Regions from separate parts of the Mus musculus genome. Here region 2 is linked to region 1. A link is a contact called in public HiChIP or PLAC-seq data. All regions are on one chromosome and are shown on one strand. Each heading gives the region's core, a stretch centred on a gene start, on an enhancer-like site or on the middle of the called end of the contact. The rest is flanking DNA. Distances are from core to core; before and after follow the strand shown. Region 1 holds the start of Aph1a (aph1 homolog A, gamma secretase subunit). Region 2 holds the start of Txnip (thioredoxin interacting protein).

The links. HiChIP or PLAC-seq counts read pairs in DNA pulled down with a chosen protein or histone mark.
Region 2: a contact with region 1 is called in an H3K4me3 HiChIP or PLAC-seq map of bone marrow-derived macrophages, with 3 times the contacts expected there. The contact joins the promoter of Txnip here to the promoter of Aph1a in region 1. A contact is called at or near these places in 2 of 39 promoter capture datasets (liver and pre-B cells) and 4 of 115 datasets of contacts at active chromatin or transcription factors (bone marrow-derived macrophages, embryonic stem cells, memory CD8 T cells and 1 more).

The regions. Positions count from the first base shown.
Region 1 is chr3:95,889,972-95,896,163 of GRCm38.p6, reverse strand. It overlaps Aph1a (aph1 homolog A, gamma secretase subunit), which reads right to left and starts at 2,243. Exons shown (of 6, transcript NM_146104.3): 1 at 1,881-2,243; 2 at 1,173-1,343; 3 at 948-1,021; 4 at 594-716; 5 at 319-446. The coding sequence starts at 1,993. It overlaps BC028528 (cDNA sequence BC028528), which reads left to right and starts at 4,209. Exons shown (of 6, transcript NM_153513.4): 1 at 4,209-4,279. The coding sequence starts at 4,234.
Region 2 is chr3:96,556,007-96,562,243 of GRCm38.p6, reverse strand. It overlaps Txnip (thioredoxin interacting protein), which reads right to left and starts at 4,287. Exons shown (of 8, transcript NM_001009935.2): 1 at 3,759-4,287; 2 at 3,280-3,355; 3 at 3,027-3,174; 4 at 2,809-2,911; 5 at 2,399-2,655; 6 at 2,150-2,306; 7 at 1,885-2,036; 8 at 387-1,765. The coding sequence starts at 4,008. The coding sequence ends at 1,715. Gm15441 (predicted gene 15441) reads left to right here. Exons shown (of 4, transcript NR_040409.1): 2 at 2,402-2,566; 3 at 3,847-4,958; 4 at 6,184-6,237.

The sequences.
Region 1 (6,192 bases), core at 994-3,493:
CAACCTTGCTCAGACATCTCATTCAGAAACCTGTTTCCCTTCAAGCACTAACATCTTATAGCTAAGGCAACTTTTGAGTTCAGATTCCCTCCAAGGTTTCAGCTCTTTCTAGTCACCTCCAGCCTTCTGTGGTAACACGACTAAGCAATTCAAACTCTGCCCCAGAGCGGATGACCTAACTGAAGCTAAGGTAGCAGAAGTCAAGATTCTGCCTCCGCCCCAGGTAAGGGAAGGTGACTTACTAGGTGGGAACACATACCCCATCCAGCTCACTATTAAATGCTTTCTCCCTGACTCGGGCCCCTGTCTCCAACTCACCAGTCCCGATGTCAGAAGGTGACTCCCAACTACCAGGCCCAAAGCCCAGTACCGTCTCCTCTCACAGGCATCAAAGAACACAACTCCCCAAAAGGTGTGGAGCAGGATAATGGCTGCTGTCAGAAAGGCTGCGGGGAGGGAGACGGGAAGATGTCCATCCCTGATCGCCTGCCAGCCTCCTGAGACGGTGAGCCAGAGGAGCCTCCCAGGGAAGGGCAGTAAGTCAGGGCCAGGGAAGGACAGGGCACAAAGGCAAGGTTAGAAGTGGGCCTTACCTGAAGTCAGGAAGTAATAGGGTGAGTCTCCATGGATCCCAACCACACCTGGCCCAAGTGCATCAGCCAAAATATTGATAACAGAGAAGACACCACTGATGATACCGAAGGACAGACCAGAAACTGGGGGGAGGGGAGGGTCTTGTCAACGACCAGGACCACCACAGCTTCATTAGCAGTACCTACTCCCCAAGCCCAGGGAAAAGTCTACCATACCTACTCTCCCTCCAGACCGCCTCTCCTTGGAAGTCAAGTATGAAGAAAAACACTTTAGCATACGTGGCTGTTTAGATTACCCAGAAAGAGAGGATGGGGTGTCCAACTCCCTCCTCTGGTCCCTCTCCCTTGGCTCACCATAGGCCATCTGTCGGATGGAGATGGGTGATCTTCCGTCCTCACTCAGTGATGCTAAGCCCTCATCTGCCTTCCTGGGAAACAGAAGGAAGGGCAGGGATGTTCCTTCCCCTCCAATACCCTCCCTTTAACGACCCTTACTCCAACCACCATCGCAGGGCTGGCCCACTTCCCGCCATGCACACCACTGTCCCCCCTCCCTTCCAGAGCCCCCCTTGTCCTTACTTAAGGAGCTTGTAGTAAGCAAAACGGAACACTTCCTGTAGAAGGACAGAGACAGCAGCACCAAAAATCAGGAGGCCATACTGGAGCCGTGCATCTGATCGGTCTGTCACATGGACCAAGATGAACCAGACCACAGAAGCCAAGAGCAGGGAGACCAGCCAGAAAAAGGCTCTGAGAAAACACAAGGGCAATGAGAGAGGCAAAGACAGGAGCAGATGGAAAAATCAAGGAGGGAGCCAGCCAAGGATGGAATGTATGAAAAGTGGAAGTTAGACTTCCGGATGGTAAGGGAGACAGGGACCAGATAAGTGTCTCCACCAACAGACTCATTTGTAAGAATCTGAAAGCAGCAGAAAGGGTAGAGATCTGGTTAGAGTCTTCATTAGAGTCAAAGTGTGTGGGCATGAACGGACAGACTAGGTATCCATTCCAAGATCCTTGGCTGGCCGAGGTCAGCACAGCCCCCTCATTAATCTTGGCCTTGGGCCTTCTCTGACGTTGCCGGGAGGACTACAGGAAGAATCTGTGAAATCCCTGGAAGGCGGAAGCCGACTGCGGGAAATTCTCCTAGATCACGATTTGACCCTGTGTCCAACCTTTTCCGACTTCTGCCCCCCAACTCAGGCTCCCAAGCCTGCTCCAGTTCCTCCAGCCCTTTCTGCACCTTTTTCTCTACGTTCGGCCCCGTCTCCACCACTCGACACTCACCCCGCCACCAGGATGATAACCCGAAGTGGGTCTCCAGCTACAGTGATCAGGAAAAGGGAGAAGGCTGGGCCGAACGCGACGAAGGTGCATCCGAAAAACACAGCAGCCCCCATGACTGGGCAGCTGGGGAAGGGAGGGAACCCCGGCCAAGGAAGGCGAAAGGGAGCTGCGCGCCGAGGGGGAGTCCGCGTGGGGCGAGGACGCAACCCCAGGAGGGGCGCGGTGCAATGTCACCCCCGGACCCCGGGGAAGGGGAAGGGGGGGTGCCGAAACCCCGGACGAAGGTCCGCCCGACCTCGTCTACGGAAGCCGAAGAGGGAACAACCCCCGGTCGCTGCCCCATGGCCACCTCCCATCTAATTCCCACCCCCGGAAGGCCAATGAATACTTGGTGGGGCGGAACTGCAGAGGCGGGGTCATGGCGGCATGGCCTTCTGGGAGTTGTAGTCTCTCATCCTCAGAGCCCTCCTCTTGGTGCTGGGAGTGGCTTCAGAAGAGTAGGCTGGAGTCTGGGCCCAATCAGAACAATGATTCCTGGGTTCGCTGGCGCCTTGGCCACGGTTTCCTTTCTTTCGGTAGAGAAGGGTGATAGCCACCCTACCTATTACTAGAGGAGCTTTGTCGGAGGAAGATCCTGTTTGACTCTAGAGACAAATAAAAAAGAGCACAGGATAGAGGTTGTGGGAAGATAGGGACGGACATTGTTCTTAAGTTGAATTAGAGGAAATGACCCAGAGAAGCATCCTGAGGGATCAAAGTTAGGCTTAAAAGTTGGAACTCTTTGGGCAGCCTGGTATAGGAATTACGTCTTAAATGAAGCCTCCACTTGTATTCTGTAATGACAGAATGAGAAAAGCAGGAGGAGCCGGGAGAGAAATATTAGGAAAATGTTTGGAAGGAATCGTGGAGTCACAAAGCAACTAGAGCAATGGGACTGAGAGGAAATTACACCCATCCCCTCCACCCCCGCCCCACGCCGAGCTGCTTGGTTCCTTTGATGTCATACTTCCTTTATTTATAGTCTGGAAAATAAACTTGAGTGGTGTCTTTTCCTCAGGCTGGGGAGAGAGATTTCATATTATCAGGAATCATCATTTGTATGAGGACGGGTTGGTCCTTAGGAGTCTGCAGAACAGAGGAATCCTATGATGGGATCTGAGCATTTTGATCATATATGAGAAAAATCGTTTTTTGAGGGTACATACAAAGCAACAACAAACTACAGAAAAATTTAAAAGATTACCGGGCTTCCTGGAGGTTTTTGCAAAAAGTCACTAGGAGGGGAATCAGTGGAGGTGGGGGGGTGGGGGGGATGGGAGGGTAGGGGGGGTGGAGGGTTGGGGGGGTCTGGCGGTCACTAGACACATTGTTCCCCAAGGTTAGGAGGATGGGAACATCTTGGCCAGTGTTCAGGATTCCATGTGTGTTCAACAGGCTGAGTCTGGGCCACTCTTCTCTGTGAGCTGTTAGCAGCTGTGGGGAACAATCTGTGCATGATGAGCCCACAGCCACTTGCACGGTGTTCAAGGACTCATTTTAGATGCTTAGCAAGTATTTACTAGGTATGTGAGGCTTGTGGAGCTTTTCTTTTGTTCTAATAGCTATTTTTATGTGTGTGGGAGGGGGTTGTGTCATGTATATCTGTGCAACATGTATGTGCTCGGTGCTCTTGGAGGCCAGATGAGCACATCAGAACCCTCGGGACTGCGGCTACAGATGATTGTGATCCACCATGTGGTGCAAGGACATAGCCAGGGCTACCTGTGAGGGAGTGGAGAAGAGCAGGGGCTGGAGAAAGGGAAGGAGCCCAGGGAAAATAGACAAATGCAAGAACAATGGATATAGGGAGTACAGTTGTTATAGGAAGGATGCACAGCTGGCAGGGGAGGGGATGGGGAGGGGAGGGGATGCACAGCCGGCGGGGGCTGATAAACATGATAAAAAAGATCATGTTTCCCTCAGAGTGGAGAGCAACCCTGCACAGCAATGGTAACTTAAGGCCTGCAAGAAGGAAGGTGGATTTTGGGGAGCATTGAGAGGGAGGAAGCATAGGAGGGGAGAGGAGAGGGTGAACTTTGGTCCCAGCAGTGGGAGTCCTGAGCGGACCTAATCCAGGGCTAGGGGCTCTCCAGGAATAACAAGTTAGCATCCAACAAGGGGGTTAAGGGGGTTGGCTCTAGGTCCAGCAGCTATGTAAAGATCTACGGAGCGAGTAGGCGGAGAGTTCTGTCCCCTGGGAGAAGAATCACTCCAGTGCCCTCCCAGCTTCACAGCAGCAGGGGAGGCGGGGTAAGTGTGGTGGGAAACAGCAATTTCCTCTTTTAACTTACACAGTGATAGTGCAAAACCCAGAATGGATGTCCTCTTTATAGCCCTCCTTGTTGCACCACTCATCCTGGGTAAGTCTCCTTCTGACCCTGGCCTTTTGTGCCAGGTCTTTTGCTATAAATGGGATGAGAGAAAAGGAAACAGAGAGCAGTACGTCGGGCATTTCAGCGGGGAGCTGTACTGCTTTTCTCAGCTGTTGGAGTCCAGGGTTGGGGGCAGAGCAGGGATCTGGAAGGTGGAGCCAGGAAACCAAAGGCAAAGCAAAGCGAAGTCTTGTCAAATAAGACACAGGCCGGTGGAGGATGGGACTCTAAAGAGAGTTCCTTCGGCAAGACTGAACTCAGATTTCTGTTCCTGTCACCACAGAGCTGAGCAGGAGAGTGAGGAGCCATAAAGGAAAGAAGTGGGCGCTTGGAAGTCAAGGGAGCAACATCAGTGAGCGAAGCCAGAGGCTCTCCTTTCCACAAAGCACAAGGAAACAAACAAACCTCCTATTAGCAAAGACATAGGTGCGAGAGCCAAGCTGGATGGCACATGCCCAGCGCTTGAGACATAGAGGGGAAAGGGTCAGAAATTCAAGGTCATCCTTGACTACTTAGTGAGTTCCTGACTAGTCCCAGGTGAATAAGAAGCCCTCAGCTGGGTGTGGTGGCTCACGCCTTTAGTCCTAGCACTCTGGAGGCAGAGGCAGGCAGAGCTTTGAGTATGAGGCCATCCTGGTCTACAAATCCAGTTCCAGGACAGCCAGGACTATACAGAGAAAGCCCTGCCTCAAAAACAAATAAATAAATAACAAACAAACAATTACCCCTGTACCAAAAAACAAAACCAAGCTTGGTGTGGTGGCTCGCTCCTTTAATCCCAGCATTCCTGAGGCAGAAACAGAAAGGTCTCTGTGAATTCTAGGCTAGTTTGGTTTACTTGGTGGTTTCTACATTGGTTACAGATACATAGCAAACAATGTCTTTTAAAAAATAAAAGAAGCCTGGCATGGTGGCACACCCCTTTAATCCCGGCACTTGGGAGACAGAGGCAGGCGGATTTCTGAGTTCGAGGCCAGCCTGGTCTACAGAGTGATTCAAACAAAAAGAAAAAAAAAAGAAGAGAAAAGCCAGTATAGGTTGGCTTAGGCCAGTAGAAAACTGGCTGCCTTCAGGGACACGATCCCAAGAGTAGTTTGGCTCCTTCCCCTCTTTGTTCTCAGCCAGGTGTGTCACTGTTTTCCTTTCCTTTCAATCCTGTGTCCTTAGTTTGGGGTTGGAGGGATGTGTTTAGCAGAAGGCCTAGAATTCTGGATTCAGTAAGCAAAGCCACACAGTGTTAGTTTTGGAAGGGGAGAGACGCTACGATGGGTCATCTGGTCCAGCTGACTTATTTTTAAGGAAGGTGATACGAGCCCAGCTGTGGTGCTGCATGCCTTTAATGCCGGCATTTGGCAGGCAAAGGCAGAAGCAGGTTTCTGTGAGCTGGAGGCCAGCCTGATCTATACAGTGAATTTCAGGACAGCCAGGGCTACATAGAGAGACCCTGTCTCAAAAGGGGTTGGGGGGTGTGAAGCAGACTTATGAAAAGTTCTGCTTAGCTAGCAGTGGAGCTGGAAGTAAAACCAAATCTAAAACATTGAGTGTCTTTTATGAGGAAAATTTGGGAACATATAGAATGTATATAGCTTTTCTAAATTTTTTTGGGCTCTGTCTTCCACTTTTTTTGTTGTTTGTTTTTTGTTTTGTTTTGTTTTTGTTTTTTGAGACAGGGGTTCTCTGTGTCCTGGAACTCACTTTGTAGACCAGACTGGCCTCAAACTCAGAAATCTGCCTGCCTCTGCCTCCCAAGTGCTGGGATTAAAGGCATGCGCCACCACCGCCCGGCTGTCTTCCACTTTTAAAGGCTTTACATATATCTCCCTTGGGGCTTAGAGGATGTGAAAGAATCTGCTTTCTGTCCTGGGAGTTCTGCACTGAAAACAGAATACTGTCCTCACCGC
Region 2 (6,237 bases), core at 3,038-5,537, 660 kb before region 1:
GTCCTGGTCTCAGGGTCCCACAAAGTGGAGCTGACTTTTGCAAGGTGGGTTCTAAGCACCACATTCCCACCTGCATTCACACACACAAACTATGAAAACCTGAGCATGACACTGCGTGCTCTTGATGGCTGCACCAGAGGTTCAAGGCTATCCTCAGTCCCAGGAGCAAGCCTGATCCTGAAGGAGTTTTCTGACTATGGACGTGGTTAATTAGCTTCTACTACCAGACCCTACGGATTCCTCCGTCTGAACAGAGGCCAAACCAGCCGTTATGTCACTCAGCGTCAAGAGACTTCTCTCTCCACGGGCTTTCAGTATTGAGACAGGGGAACACTTTCTAGTAACTTCTCCAGTATCTCATAGACAAGAAAAGAACATTTATTTTTGTCATTAAAAAACTTTATTTTTTTTTACAAAGGATAACCCCACTTTGGGGTGAAAATATATTTGGATAAGTAGAAAATATAGTTTTTAATCATACAAAAAGATACACAAAATACAAAAACAACAAAACCGAAACCTCCATCAGCTCGCAGACATTCTGGCTGCACAGTTCTCAGGTGGAGCTGACACAGGACAAAGTGCTAAGGCTTAGTGAGCTTCCGAGCCAGGGCTGAGGCCACAGTGAAAGCAGCACTTTCTCCCAACACTGGACAGGAAATGGGGTCTGGGGGCTTCTGTGCCCCGATCAGTGCTGGGGCATCTCAATGTAGAATGTCACCCAGGCTCCAGCTGTCAACCACAACCCTTCACAGGATTAGTGTTAGAATTACACAAGTCTGTGCGTTGGGAGAAAGCCTCAAAAGCAATAACCAAGCTGGGCCTTTGATCGCAGCACTCAGGAGGCAGAGGCAGGTGGATCTCTCAGGCCAGCCTGGGTCTACAATGTTCAGGGATAGAGACCCTAACCCCCACCCTCCAAGTCACTGGGCTTAATCCTTAAGAGACTGGTGGAGCTTACATCTATAACGGAGACTAAAACAAAATTGACAAGCTAAAGTGCTAAGAACATCACCTTAGAATCAATTCCAAGGGGTTACAGGGAAATAACAGATTCTCCCATCTGATTATGCTTACAAGAGAACACAGTGCAACTGGCTGTAAAATGGCTTTTATGGCCGTCAGTGGGCACAGCTACTACTGCTCCCAGGGTGAAGTCAACTTGGAGCAGCTGCCCCGAATTTCACAGGCTGCGTGCTCACCAGCCGTGGAAGGTCTTTTCTTTGTAAAGATATAAAAAAGGAACACTGACTTTAAAAAACACACAAAAACACTCCTCTTACAAAATTTTGGCCATGACTTGAAATTGGCTCTGTCCCCCATGGCACAGATGATGGTCTACTGATATTTTAGACAATTTAAAAGTCCCTTTAAAACAAAAACCTTGGAAAGACAACGCCAGAAGGTCAGCAGTGCCCTGACTCAGTCAACACAAACAAGTTCTTCATTTCCAACATCCGAGAAAGTGGTCAGGTCTCAATTTTTCTAAGAGTGTTCTGACATCCACCCAGCAAACACTCCTATGCCACAGTGCGGGCACTGGTCTGCACCACTTGAAGCCGGAGACCCGCCTACTGATTGCCACCCATCTTGAGGAGTCAGCGGCTGGGGTGTACCCGTTCCCCGCTGTAGAGACTGAGTCTCTGAAACACTGGAGTTCAAGCAGAGAGGCAGAAAGAAATGCGCTAATACAGATGCTTCATTTCCTGCAGGCTCACTGCACGTTGTTGTTGTTGTTGTTGTTGTTAAGGACGCACGGATCCACCTGGAAGGGGAATAGAGAGGAAATTTTCAGGTTTTTTAGTTAAGTAGAAAACCCACATTAACCCTTCCTTCAAAAGGCCTAGGACAAAATGTTGACCCTGTGAGAATAGCAGTTCTCACCTCAGTGTAAGTGGGTGGGGGCATGAACTGGAACTCAGGGGCGTACATAAAGATAGGGCTGTCTTGAGAGTCGTCCACATCGTCCAGCAGAGGGGTGGTGGGGCTCTCTAGTCTGTGATCTTCAGGAATGATGTCCATATAGCAAGGAGGAGCTGAAGAGAGAAAACGGTGTCAGAAGTCCGACTAAGAAATAAATGCCAGGTCACCCCAACTCCACAAGCCCAAGCAGATCAAAATAACTCGAACCTATCCGGCTGCAGCTTACCTTCTGGGGTATCTGGGATGTTTAGGTCTATCCAGCTCATCTCAGAGCTCGTCCGGCTGGCCATGCTGGATGTCCGGCTGCTCAGACCAGACCTGCTGCCAATCACTAGGGGCAGATCAAGGATGACTTTCTTGGAGCCAGGGACACTGACGTAGATCTAGAGAGGAGGATGGCAGTTTGTTAGATGGGTTGAGTACAGAAAGCACTGAATTTGTAACCAGGTAATTGTCTCTCTTCTCACCCACTCACCAGCAAGGAGTATTCGACTTTGAGGATGTTGCAGCCCAGGATGGATGGTCTGATCTTCTGCACTCTGAGGCTCTTGCCACGCCACGATGCGCAAGTCCCTGAGATAATGTGATTGCCTCTGACTGAGGACAGCTTCTGAGTGAACACTTTGGTCTGGCCATTGGCAAGGTAAGTGTGTCGGGCCACAATAGCCGCTTTGGGGACCACGATTCGGGAACACGTGTTCTCAAAGTCAGCATGGATGGAGATGTCATCACCTAGAGTTAAAATAAAATGAGGAAGTATGAATAGCCATGCAAGTTAACAGCACTTCCTCTGCCTCTACCCTACGACCCTCTCCGTACCACCCCCAACCCCCCCACCCCCAGTTCTGGCTATCCTGTCTAGCATTTGAAGCAGTATGTTTTTACCTTCACAGAATCCTTTTCTGTCAATTCGAGCAGAGACTGACACACGTCCATCAGGAATGAACATGCAGGAAACTTTCTTCTCCTTTTTGGCAGACACTGGTGCCTGTGTAAAAGGAAATAATGTTTTGAGATATTTCAACCCCCATGCATCTAATTTATTATCCCTGACCAAGAAGAATTTTAAAACCTTTTTAAAAACAAAAACAAAAAATCCTCACCATTAGGTCAGGGGTATTGACATCCACTAGATCCATCACTTCGAAGTTTTTCTTTGCCTCTTGAGTTGGCTGGCTGGGGCGATCGAGAAAAGCCTTCACCCAGTAGTCTACGCAACCATATTTTCCTTTAAAGGATGTTCCCAGGGGCCTGTGTCAAAACAATGAACCAAAATTAAGGCTAAGAACTGTAAGAGATCAATGGAGGGGGAAGACTTAGAAATAAGAGTGCAAGGTGCACACGGTGGATGCCTACCCTTGAGGAAGCTCGAAGCCGAACTTGTACTCATATTTGTTTCCAGGCCTCATGATCACCATCTCGTTCTCACCTGCTGGGAAACAAAGACAAGGGGCCATTAGGCTTCTTGTTACATTTTGAAAGCGTCAATGAGGAGTGCCTGGGCAGTAGACTACCTTACTTCACTTCCACTTTCATCTCTTACACTATGGAAGAAAAGATCCCAGAGCACTTTCTTGGACAGAAAGTTGCGAAATCCACAAATACATTAATCTTTAAGTAGTAGCTAAGACAACACTTTCAGGAAACAGTACCTCAGAAAGTGTTCAAATCACTCTAGGGGGGTGAAGGGTAGTGAAAAACTTGCTAATTACAAAGTAAAAAAATATAGGGACCAACAGTTCAAACCATTCAAACGAACAACTCGAAACATTTAGTGGTGCCCTCCCCGACCCACAGACCTCCCAAGTCACCATCAGTCCTGCTGGGAGCAGTACCTGTAGGCTGCTCTTCTAGGAGAAGTGTGTCTTCATAGCGCAAGTAGTCCAAAGTCTGTTTGCACTGCTGAGACCCTTGCATCCACAGGACCTTGGCCACGCCGCAAGCCAGGATCCTGACGGCTTTGACTCGGGTAACTTCACACACTTCCACTATTACCCGTCCGGCCACCTTCTCCCCGCTGCCGTACACCTTCTCGGGGTCGTTGAAGACCACCTCAAAAGACTTGATCTTCTTGAACATCACCATGATTGAGCCGAGTGGGTTCAAGAAAAACGAAAGCCGGAGAGGAAAAAAATCTTTAAGAACCCTTCAAAGCAAACGAAGAGCTCGCCTCCGTAAAGTCAGGGCTTGAAAACCCAAACGAAAATGTAAAGAAAGCTTCAAACAAACCCTAACAACTTTTCCAAAAGGTGCCTGGAAGTTTCAGCCTGCCGGCTGTGCCAAAAGCTTTCAGGAGAAAAATAACAGCTGTCTTCCGCAACTGGAGAAACTCTGGAAACCCCGAGACCAGAGGAGGAGAGTGTCAAGCGGCTGCCGGAAACGGCTTATATAGCCGCCTGGCTTGGCGCTCCACGCGAGTGCTGGCCTGGAGGCTCGTGCAGCCCTCGTGCACAGTTCTCCCATTGGCTACTTGGCCCTTGTTTACCAGGCCTCCAACCAATCAGCGAGGCCGCCGGGGCGCGTGGACACGGTGTGCTCCTAGCGGGGAAAATGGTTGTTGTTCGGGTGCGCAGCCTTGCCAGCAGGAGGGGCGGGGCCCGGGGCGACGGGTGCCCTCCCTCCCCCCGGGAGGCTGGGACCCCGGGACCCTGAACCTCATCCAGGGGACTCCTCTTGGGAGCTGGGTTATTTGGGTGTGTGCTTTGTTTTTTTTTTCCCCCTTCTTTTTTTAGGTGAAAGAAAAATGTGCTTAGGAGAGGATTTCATGACTCGCCTGAGCCAGCGCAATTCATTTCGAGGTGACCATTTATTCCTGGCTCACAAGTTCGCAAGTCTTGTGAAAAACAATCCCATCGCACCGAGGATACTCCAGGATGGAGCGGAGGGCGAGAGTGCAGTCGTGTTAGTGAGAAAGAGCCCACCCGATATGCTCCTATTGCACTTCTATTGAAGAATAAAAGGCTGCGGTCTCTCCAGACGAGAACTTGTCAGATATTTTAAAGTCTGGCTTTCAGTCCTTTCTGGTGAATGCTCTGGTGGGTTCCCCTCATTTCCCCCTCATTTCATGCCCCTATGTGCTGCTACTGTTCCTCGCCCATTACATTCTATTCTGTTCTCTGGAGCGGAAGCAGTAAGGGAGTGTCCACATCCTGTTGCTTATCCCCTCATCTCTTCAGTGTACCTGTGAAGTTGGGGAACATTTTGTATATGTTCCCTTGTTCCTCACTGCAGCTTTGTGAGGTGTTTACTTTCACACTGATGGCTCCCCCGTCCTTGTTTCTCCAGGAAACAAGAGGTGGACAAACCAAAAAAATAAAATAAAAGAAAGAAAGAAAAAGGAAGAAAAAGAACCTCACTCCTTACTTTGTTTTCGAGTTCCTGTCATTCTTTTCCCCCCTCTGTCCTCTCTCCAAATTCACTAAATGAAATGCATGTCCCTAAGCCTGTTTCAATTTCACCGGCGCTGGAGCTGTGTTAGTTTCACTTAGTTATCTGGCAAACCTTGCTGAGAGATGCCTCAGGAGCTGACTAGAGAAATAACTCTTAAGTGTGCAAAGAAACTCTTGTGTGAAGGATTACCTGCAACCCCCTCCCCCTTCGCCCCCTACTCTATTCCCCACCCACCCACCCACTCCCACCCCCACCCCCACCCCGCGCCGGAGCCTTGTCATTGAGTCCTAAACTCCTTCCATATTTGGGCAGAATTATTAGGAGACTATCTATCTCCTTCCTTGCGCAGGAAAATAAAGATGATATAGCCCTGAGATTAAGATGGAGAAGTAAAAAGCGATTGCATGCCTGTTCACCGCTGTTCATAAACAACACCCCCAGCCCCCACCCCCGCGCGCCCTAACTGGGTTGACACCCTAAGGCTAACAAGTTACAACTGAACCTTAAGCAAGCACAGAGATGAACATCACACGGTTCAAAAACATATACACAACACCAAGGCCTAGGAACACCTTGATCCTTAGGGTGTGTTTGTTCCAGAAAGTTAACTAACTAGGCGTCAGGTGTTTTCCAACGATAAACAGTATTTATGAATACTGTAAGGGAGGTAGGTCGCTCACTAACTTCAGTTTCTCAGTGCCTGTAGCAGGCATCTGAGAAAACCTTAGCTTGATGGTATGAAATATCAAAATATACCGAAAGTTCATATATCGATGTTGTTAAATAGTGTGGTATGTAGCAACATAAGATTTAAAAATTTTGTAAGTATATGGCTGTTATTTTCTTCTACCACCTGTGTGCTTGCTGCAGGTGTCCGCCGATGCCTTAGAAGTGGAGTTAAGAGTTGTGAGCTGCCGTTTTTTG